Linked DNA regions of Mus musculus: region 1 is linked to region 2. The links are chromatin contacts, called in public HiChIP or PLAC-seq maps. All regions are on one chromosome and are shown on one strand. Each heading gives the region's core, a stretch centred on a gene start, on an enhancer-like site or on the middle of the called end of the contact. The rest is flanking DNA. Distances are from core to core; before and after follow the strand shown. Region 1 has its middle 27 kb from the start of Gm36224. Region 2 overlaps Ephb3 (Eph receptor B3).

Region 1 (4,606 bases), core at 215-2,714, 140 kb before region 2:
ACCTAGTGGGCTGGATCCCAGACTACATGAGACTCTGTATTGAACAAATAAATGCACAAACAGAATATAAACTAATAATTAAAATTGGGCATATGGATGTATGCCCTATACCAGGAAGTAGCTCCCAGCCACTGCTCCGGTGCCATGATGCCTACCATGATGATGAGGGACTAAACCTCGGGAACTGTAAACCAGCCCCAAATGAAATGTTTTCTTTTATAAGAGTTGCCTTGGTCATGGTCTTTCTTCACATCAATAGGCCAGTGATGGAGACAGTGTCTGTAATGGCAGTCAAGCTTAACTTAACTAAGTAGACAAGAGTGTTAGCTCTGCACAGTGCTCTTAAATTGTATCTACTGTTGTTGTTGTTGTTGTTAGGAGGAGGGTGGAAGTCAGAAGAGAACGTCACCAGTCAGGCTTGCTCCTTTACCTTCATGTAGCTTCTGCAGACGGAGCTCAAGGACAATCACCCTGCTCTGCTGAAGCCACCTCATTGGCCCCAGGTAAGTGTCTTAACATTGGCCTCCTGTTTGCCTGAGTTCAGATCTTCCCACCAGCACTCTGAAGTCCAGCAGATGGTAAGAATGTCTCCGACTATGACCACAGGGCTTTTGTAGGAGGAAAGGCAGGTCTCGGTGGTGACAGGAAAAGGTATTCTGTGGTCCACAGCTTCAGGACTAGGTTGTGAAGCTAGGGAGTCCTAAGGCTGGGACCACTGCCACAGGCAGAGCCCAGAACATCTCGGGGGGGGGGGGGGGCTGATGTTTGACCGATAGTGCCTATAGCTCCCTGGTTCCAGGGGGTTCCCACTTTTGTCCTCTACCTCATCTTTACCTGGTGTGGTGTCTGCTCTCAGCCTTTTCCACAACTATACTAGAAATCTAAGAATGGTCCCCTCTCAGGGCTTCCAAATCACCTCAGTTCCTGTGGCTGAATCTCTTCCAGGACCTGGGTGGGGTACCCCAGCATCAGAACTTGTCACCTGGGCACTCTTGCAGAGAGAATGGCTGGGTGCAGCTGCAAGAAGAGGGAGATGAATGCACGTGCACACAGGGAGCTGAGTTTGGATGGCTCTTAGATAAAGCTACATTCTGTGTTCTGCAGCGGCCCCACTGGAACTGATTCACACTAGCCCCATGGGATAAACCCAGGCCACTAGCTGTGAGCCTCAGTGATCCCCAGCCTCAGCCTGGCTCTTTTGATTCTCAGGAGTCTGTGACCTCTGAGAAGTGAGCACAGGGAAGGTGCCCAAGATGAAAAAACGTTTCAAACTCCCAGCAGCCCTGGCCCCAGACAGCATGGCAGGGCTCTCCCTCTGAACACCCACACCTCGCACCCCCAGTGGCTTCTTTTTCTTGCTTCTGGGAGGCTAAAGGCACCCGGATCAACTGCTCTGCTCTGGCTTAGGAGTCCTGATACCTCATCACAATGGGCACTGAGGCTTTTGTGTGACGTCCTCTCTTCCACATCCTGGGTCCTTGTCACAGAGGCTGCACAGAAAACAATGGGCTCTGGTGGCCAGACGCTATCAGTATTTGTCTTCCTGCCTCGTCATGGGTGGCAGGCTCTGACGCACGGGTGACACTGGGTGGGTCTTTACCTGTTTTACCCAGCCAATTGCATACCAGAAAGCCTAGCCCTGGTCACCCTTATTGATCCCAACAGAAAGCTCTCTCGGGAGTTCATCTATCTTTACCTCATCATTCTGTGCAAACTCACCTCAGAAAACCTGCCAAGCTCTTAAAAAAACGACTTCTGATAACCTTCTGGGCACACAGATGGCACAGTGATCCAACTTCAGCTTGTACAGGAGTACAGCTCCACGCATGAGACCCCTACATTTCATCCTTAGCATGGCCAAATAAAGTAAATGAAGATTTTACACGATTAAAACAACAACAACAACAACTGTAGAGAATCCTTAAGAAGGGACAAAGAGTAAGTTTTCAAGTTATCCTTGAACAAGGAACTTAAACTAATAAGATGATATTATACCACCAGCAAATATGAATGTCTGCTGTCAGGCTCAAACCCCTGATGGCACAGCTGGGTGGTTCCAGTCTTTGGAGGACAGAACTCAAAGACTGCAAGCTCAGTATGTGCCAAGGAGTGTAACTCACACTCATGCTCAGCCCAGGGGACAGTGTCTCAGCACGGCTGGTCCAGACAACCCAGCAGTGCAGAGGGGGGAAGCAGAGGCAGGCCTGAATCTAGAATTCAGACAAACACAGGCCACAGAAGAGCTAAGGATGTTTAAAATCGAATTTAAAAACAAAGAAAACACTGAAAGGAACCATGGATGCTATTTTTAGTGCCAAGGGGCTGTCCTGTACAGGAGATAAAGCAGCCCAACTGCAGAGGACAAGTCAGGCCCCTGAAATTAGAGAAGAGGGTGCTAGCAGCTCCAGCAATGAACCCAGCATCACAGGAGGCATGCAAGCAATTTCCAGTTGGGGGTGGTGCAGAAAGAACACTCGAATTCAGCTGTGACTCAGGGGTCTCTCTTACAACTGGTTCTTTCCCACATACGAGTGTCCAGCACTCTCTGGGAAAGCAATAAGGCTACAGTATTTCTCAACTGGTTTTAGATCGAAGCTTTAAAATTTCAGGTAAAGAGTTGGACAGTGGTGGTGGACGCTTTTAATCCCAGCATCAGGGAAGCAGAGGCAGACGGATCTCTGAGTTTGAGGCCAGCCTGGTCTGCAGAGTGAGTTCCAGGACAACCAGGGCTACACAGAAAAACCCTGTTTGGTGTGGTGGGGGGCGGGAGGGGTGCTTCAGGTAAAGGCCTGGGGAGATAGCCCACTAGGTAAAGCGCTCACCCATCATGCAAGCATGCAGTTCTGACCCATGAATAGTTCCCCACTATTCATATGTTAATAATAAAAATATTAATTAAAAATGAAAAGCTAGGTACAGAAGTGAAGAGGGAGACGGCGGATCCCTGGTGTGCAAGGACCAGCAAGCCTAGCAGTTTCAGTAAATTCCGGTGTCCAGGATAGATCCTGTCTCAAAACGTAAGGTAGGAAGCAATCAAGAAAAACTTTGTATGGAAATATTTGGCCTCCACACTGACAGACTCACATATGCACCCACACTCAAACATGCACACATACAAAATTAAAACAAATTTCAGATAATGAACACAGATCCCAAGGGAAACAACCTGGGCCCAGACCCTGGCTTTGTTACTTTTTCAATTTTGTGACCCTGAACAAGTCACTTAACCCCTCTGCTCTCTGTCTTGGTAGTCTTCATGGCAGTGATAATTATAGAGATGTTACGAGGATTAAACAAATTAGCCTTTGGGAAGCAGTTGGAACACTGTGGGAACATCACATTGTAAATGGGCTTGTTATATCCAATAGGCATATGTAATGACTGAAGACAGATGGTTCAAGGTCTTCCCTCTTAGCCTGCTCAGCAGCAGCAGCAGCAGCAGCAGCAGCAGCTCTAGCTGGAGAGAAAAGGGCCCAGAGGCAACTGACAGTGTAAACTCACAGGCAGGCTCTGCTCTCTCCAGACACACAGAGTGACCCTCCCCGCGGTCAGCGTGGGGAGGCTTTGCGTTTAGTGACTCCTCCTCCCTCCTCCAGAGCTCTGGGCACCCTGAGTACACTGGAGGCAACCTACATTTGTTCCAGTGAGACACGGGCCCTGTTCCTCTCCTTAGTTGTTAACTGTTGTCCTGGCTTCTCCACGTATTAACCCAAATTAGTAAAAAGGACTCGTAAAAGCATTTACTGGGCTCAGACGGCAGCACTGCTCATTCTGGCTGCAGGGCTTGGCAATGACAGCTGCTGGTGCTGAGGGCTGAAGGCGGTGCCCACTGCACCCTGAGCTCAGCCGGGCCCCAGTCAGCCAGCTCACCCAAAGGACCATCCCCGGGGAGGCCCTGCCATGGCACACTGTGATGTGTCAGGCAGATACTCACACTGACTATATGTTTTGCGAAGGGAAAAGTCCCTTAGTAGGACTTGAAGTGCAGAGCAACTCATCCTGTAGAGCTGTTTGTTTGAGGCAGGATCTTTCCATGTAGGAGGCTGGTCTCGAACTCCCAACCTTCCTCCATCTGCCAGCTTTTTGTGTGACAGGATATCTACCCCATTTTGCAAAGAGGAGAAAGGAGGCATAAGGGATTGGAGCTGGCTCACCTAGAAGATGTAGGGCATGCTGGCCAGGACTGACCAGAAGCCTACACCCCCTCCCCACCCAGTCCCACAGATTTGGGTATAAAAGAATGGGTGAGGCCTTCCCCTGGGGGCGGGGCAGAGTGTGATCACTGCTATCGCCTCCCTAAATTATTATTGTTGTTATTATAATAACTAGTGGTTGAGTTGAGTGGGTGGTGGATGTCAGATAATTACCAAGACCCCCAAATTAAAGTGTGGAGTCTTGACTTTTCCACGGCTGCTCCTAGATGAAAGTGAAAGCTAGCCTCAGGGAGCTGGGGAAGAGCCCTAATCCGGAGACCAGCGAGCTAGACTGGAAAGGCTATGGAGAAGACCAGACTCAAGACTTAGAAAGCTACAGCCAGACTTAGGATCCCAGCCTACACACAGAGTGTCTGCTCTGCCCCGGGATGCCAGGCTGCAGAGGGTCTGCC
Region 2 (4,440 bases), core at 988-3,487:
AATTGTGGCCTGGCCTGGAAGCTATGGTGGGAAAAGTAGCAGGGTGTCTGTGTGTACAGGAGCAATGGAGTCTGGGGAAAGCTGGCTCCAGTTTCCATACACTCAAGTGTCCCTTCACGATCTCCTAAGTCTTGCTCTATGTTTACTACCTACTCCAAGTTCAGATTCCATAGCAAAGAAAGGGTTTGGGGAAAGAGCTGCCTCCTGCCAGCCTTCCCTCCTCCGTCTCTGTGCCCAGGTAGGCTGGGCCTTGCAGATTGATGTCACAGCACACTTCTATCCAGAACCTGAGTCTGTTTTCATTCCTCCTCCATGAGCTGGGGATGACTAATGAGAGGTATGGAGAGAGGTGGAGGGAGAGGGCCCGCCTTCTCACTCTGCATGTGCCTCGGGCTAGTGCCTGCTCCACTCCTGGCCTGGGCTCCTGGCAAGTACCCTCCGCACCTGGCTGCTCAGCTCCTCCAAAAGACAAACACGGTGGCAACCTTGGCTGCCTGGAGCTCACTCCCAGAGGCAGACACCACTGTGAGCGCTATCAGGTGCAGCGTTTCTAGATTCCCCGGGCTCCTGAACACTAAGAACACAGAATCTCGGGCAATCTGATTTGGGCCTTGCTAATGACTGCCTCTTGCACCGTGGGCCCCCCCTGTGAGTGTTTCCACAGAGAGAATAGAAATATGTACTCAGAAAGTCATGGACAAATGTTCCTTATAACCCTGATGTAGAGCAGAAGGCAACAAAAGCCAAGTGGCAGGCCCAAGGGAGGCTGAGATTGTTGGATCAAATGCTCATGACTGGCACTCTAGGCAGACAGAAGTGGGTGGCCCCAGTTCTTAGCTCCCTCACTGGAACTAGAACTGGTTTGTAGAGGGAGCCACACCCCCACCTGTGCCACAGGTGTGCACTGAATAAGTAAATGAGGGTATGGATGGAGAATACTCAAGGTCAGACACTAGAAGGTTGGACACACAGAAGCACCCTGATGGTCATGGGGGGTCCCAGCTCCCTCTGCTGGGCATCCCATAACTGGTGAGAGCCCCCAGCCTTGCTGATGGGGTTCCACAAACCTCAACTTGCCTTCTGTGGCGTTTCTTGACTTGTAATCATGGGCAGCCCTTTCTGTGGTTGTTTGAATCTCATTCCTGCCGTTCTCTTGGTTCCTGCAAGCATTTGGTTCCCCTCGCTTCTCTGTGTGTTTAGTGCCCATCCCAGTACTGCAGTGTGGTAGCAGACACCCAACAAATGCTTGAGGAATGAGTCCCTACAGCTCCACCCTCAGCAACTTGCCCTTCACCATCTTTTAAACTCTTACTGACTTTAAACTACTCAGGTCCCAGCAACTCACCCAGGGGCAGGGCTGGGCGAATCCTGTACCTCTGTGTCCCTCAGTCCCACCTTTCCTTGCTCCTTAGCTTTTTCATCTTTTCCTCCCAAGACTGAGGCTGGCATCACTCCCAGGGCCTTGCTGTATTTGACTGTTACAAACCAAGTACTATTCACTTCTGACGGCTTCTATATTTCCTTCAAGTTTCACATTAATAAATAATAGCAACAATAAAAAGGAGCTAACATTTCTTAGCACGTACCATCATACAGATGTTACATTTATTAATACGATTGGGCATTTGTAACATTTTCATGGGATAGAAAGATTCATATACTTCTTACAGATGATGGACGGCTCTGATGTCAACCTGCCTAGGTCACGTTGTGTGTGTCTGTGTGTGTGTGTCTGTGTGTGTGTGTGGGGGGGGGAGGAAGAGGGAAAGAGAAGAGAGAGAAGAGAGAGAGAGAGAGAGAGAGAGAGAGAGAGAGAGAGAGAGAGAGAGAGAGGATGTTTTTTGCTCCACACCCGGCCTGGGCTCTGTGTAGGCTGCGCTTCCTACTACACTACACTACCCCAGGTCTTACTCAGCACCTGGCCTCAGCAGGAAAGGGCCTGCCTCTCCCCTCTTCCCCACTGGCTTCTCTTTTAAATCATTGACTGGGGAGAGCTAATCTGCCCCAGAGTGTGTAATTAACGGAAGACTAGACAGACTGAGAACTCCATCCCCCCCTACTCCTTATCTGCCTGTAGGGAAGCTGGACCCCTCCTGGGGTGCTCTCTCTTCCTCTGCCAAGACCCTGCTTCCCTCACTACTTTGTTCTGAGGTTCTAGGGTCTGAATACATCCCAGCTCTCTAGACAAAATACCAGTTGGCTCTATCAGCTGGCAGGAATGCAGTGACTCTTGCAGGCCCCTCCCCTCATTATTTCTGAGTCCTGGGAAACCCTGCAGGTACCCAGGCTAAGAGGGGGGCTAGGGTGGACAGACTGAGGGCATGAAAACGGGTAATGTAAGTGGTGTGTGGATAATGGAATAGGCTTAGAGTACGTGCATGTACTCTGGCTGACAGTGGCAGGAGACTGTGGGAAGACAGGGGAAGACATTCATACCCCCATAAAGAAAGAAATCATGCAGGCTTCAGTGGGCTGGACGGAGCTGGAAGAGCACTTGAGCACCTCTAGCCTTAGGCTCCAGTCCACCCTGCAGATCCTGGCCTCGCTCTGAGTGGATCTCCACAGTCAGCATTGTGTGGGGTGGGACAATGGAAAAATTACCCAGGAGACAGGAGCCACAGACCTCTCACTGATCCAGAGGGCCACCCTCCCAAGAGTAGGAAGCAGGCTTGGGACCTGTGAACTCTCAGCAAGGGAATGGCAACCATGCCCACATCCCTTCTCCTGTACCCCTATGCCCACACCACTGACGACAGCACTGGAAGATGACTGGGGAGCTCCTGCCCACCCCCTCCCTGGAGCATGGGGGCTACTGAGGATCCACGTTGTGGGTGCACCCCCCTCACGGTGAGTATGTACTGCAGGACTCTGGGCACCGAATGCAAGGGGTAGAGAGGCAGTCTTGAGAACCTGTCTGCCAGGGGTTGGTGAAGGGACCCAGGAGGAGCCAGAAACACCAGACTGAGGTGGCCACACTTGACAACCCTTGTACATGCCCATGTTACTAGGCCTTCCTGGTCCCTCCCAGTGAAGGGCACTCTAAGTTAGGATTCACAGATATTTCAGAAAGCTCTTCTAGGCAGCACCTATGGTTACTCTGGGAGGACTGCATCTGTTATACCCTGCCCGCTTCTGTTTGTTGGTCCAAAGGGACCTGCATCTCTCCCTGTGAGGGTGTCCTCCCCTGCACTCTCACCCTGCCACCACTGGTTAAAACAGACCCAGGGTGCATACACTCACTTCCTCCAGCCCATTCCATTACCCAGGATCATGGATGTCCCTTTTCATTTCCATATCCTGACACGCACAAGTCTTCCTTTGACTCCAGAGACTTCAGACCTCTTCCGGACTCTTGATATGCATCTCCCAAGCCTCTCCAGGCTGTCTATAGACAGGGGTTTCCAGCCTCTGGCTCTAGTGCTGGATGGGAACTGTGGCCAACTTACTAAACATCTCCCTCTTCTCCTGGCTGGGTTACTGAGTTGAAATAAGATGTGGATGTAAAATTGGCTTTGGCTCCAAGACTGGGTGCACTCAGTGCTTAGTGAAGGAAGAGGAGCCATACTGAGACCCTGGGGAGTGATTAACCCTCTAGCTCTCCCTCAGGGACTCTACAGAACACCACGCAGACTCCAGAGCCTGTCCCCCAGCCCCAGAAACAAGGAACTTCTGAGAACTCTATTAGATGCTCAAAGCAATGGGGCTGAACTACAGGAGAAATCGGGCCTGGATAGCCTCGCTGTAGTTTCCCACTGACCCCCAGGAAGTTGTGAAGGTCTAGCAGCCCCCTAGTTCCCTCACTGACATGAGGAAATCAAGGAAACCTGCTTTGGGAGGAAGAACGAGCAGGGGCAAGAGTCATCTTATTGCCTTTATTTTGCTGTCTGCCCAGCTGGCCCCACTACAGGGCACAGGGCCAAGCTTGTACACACTCATGCTCTCTGTGCAGGCAAGCATGTGCACAACACACACATACATACCCCCACCCCCGTCTTTCACACACACACACACACACACACACACACACACACACACACACACACAGTCTCTGGCTCTCTGAGTCAGTCTCTGGGAGGCACAGGCTGCTTCTCAGCCTGCTCCTGCCTGCCCTTTTATGACAGCACCAAGGGTAGGCAGGGCCCTCAGCCCCCATCAAGTCCCTGTGCAAACTGGAGGTACCAGCTGGCTTCAGGATGGGGCACCATATCTCCCCATCCCCAGAGTCTCCTCCTCCACTTCCTGGGGGAGGGAGTACTCTCTGCTTACCTGGTGGGGTCAGACCCCTGCCAGGGCTGGGGCCTGAAGAACCCAGGCTTATCCCCACCTGACCCTACCAGGACGTCCATTACTGAAGCGCAGCCCAATCTGAGTTGTGAAGACTCCCCACTGGAGAGCAGGCAGGCCTGGGCCCCAAGGCATCTGGGGAGGGGACATCACCCC

The links. HiChIP or PLAC-seq counts read pairs in DNA pulled down with a chosen protein or histone mark.
Region 1: an H3K27ac HiChIP or PLAC-seq map of extraembryonic endoderm stem cells shows a contact between it and region 2. The contact joins two enhancer-like sites. A contact is called at or near these places in 1 of 39 promoter capture datasets (Sertoli cells), 1 of 15 datasets of contacts at CTCF or cohesin (the NIH/3T3 cell line), 6 of 484 Hi-C or Micro-C datasets (DN3 thymocytes, the G1E-ER4 cell line, the N1E-115 cell line and 3 more), 21 of 115 datasets of contacts at active chromatin or transcription factors (bone marrow-derived macrophages, craniofacial prominence, embryonic basal ganglia and 14 more) and 3 of 9 other capture datasets (adipose tissue, liver and pancreatic islet).

Annotation. Positions count from the first base shown.
Region 1 is chr16:21,362,054-21,366,659 of GRCm38.p6, reverse strand. No RefSeq gene overlaps it. Among named protein-coding and RNA genes, the nearest start is that of Gm36224, 27 kb to the left of the region's middle. Within about 2 kb of position 1,464, at least 15 of the 459 cell types and tissues checked have an H3K27ac peak or open chromatin away from gene starts, as enhancers often do. A contact at or near this core is called in extraembryonic endoderm stem cells, where this site is marked.
Region 2 is chr16:21,222,723-21,227,162 of GRCm38.p6, reverse strand. It overlaps Ephb3 (Eph receptor B3), which reads right to left. Exons shown (of 16, transcript NM_010143.1): 16 at 3,859-4,440. Among named protein-coding and RNA genes, the nearest start is that of Ephb3, 20 kb to the right of the region's middle. Within about 2 kb of position 2,237, at least 18 of the 459 cell types and tissues checked have an H3K27ac peak or open chromatin away from gene starts, as enhancers often do. A contact at or near this core is called in extraembryonic endoderm stem cells, where this site is marked.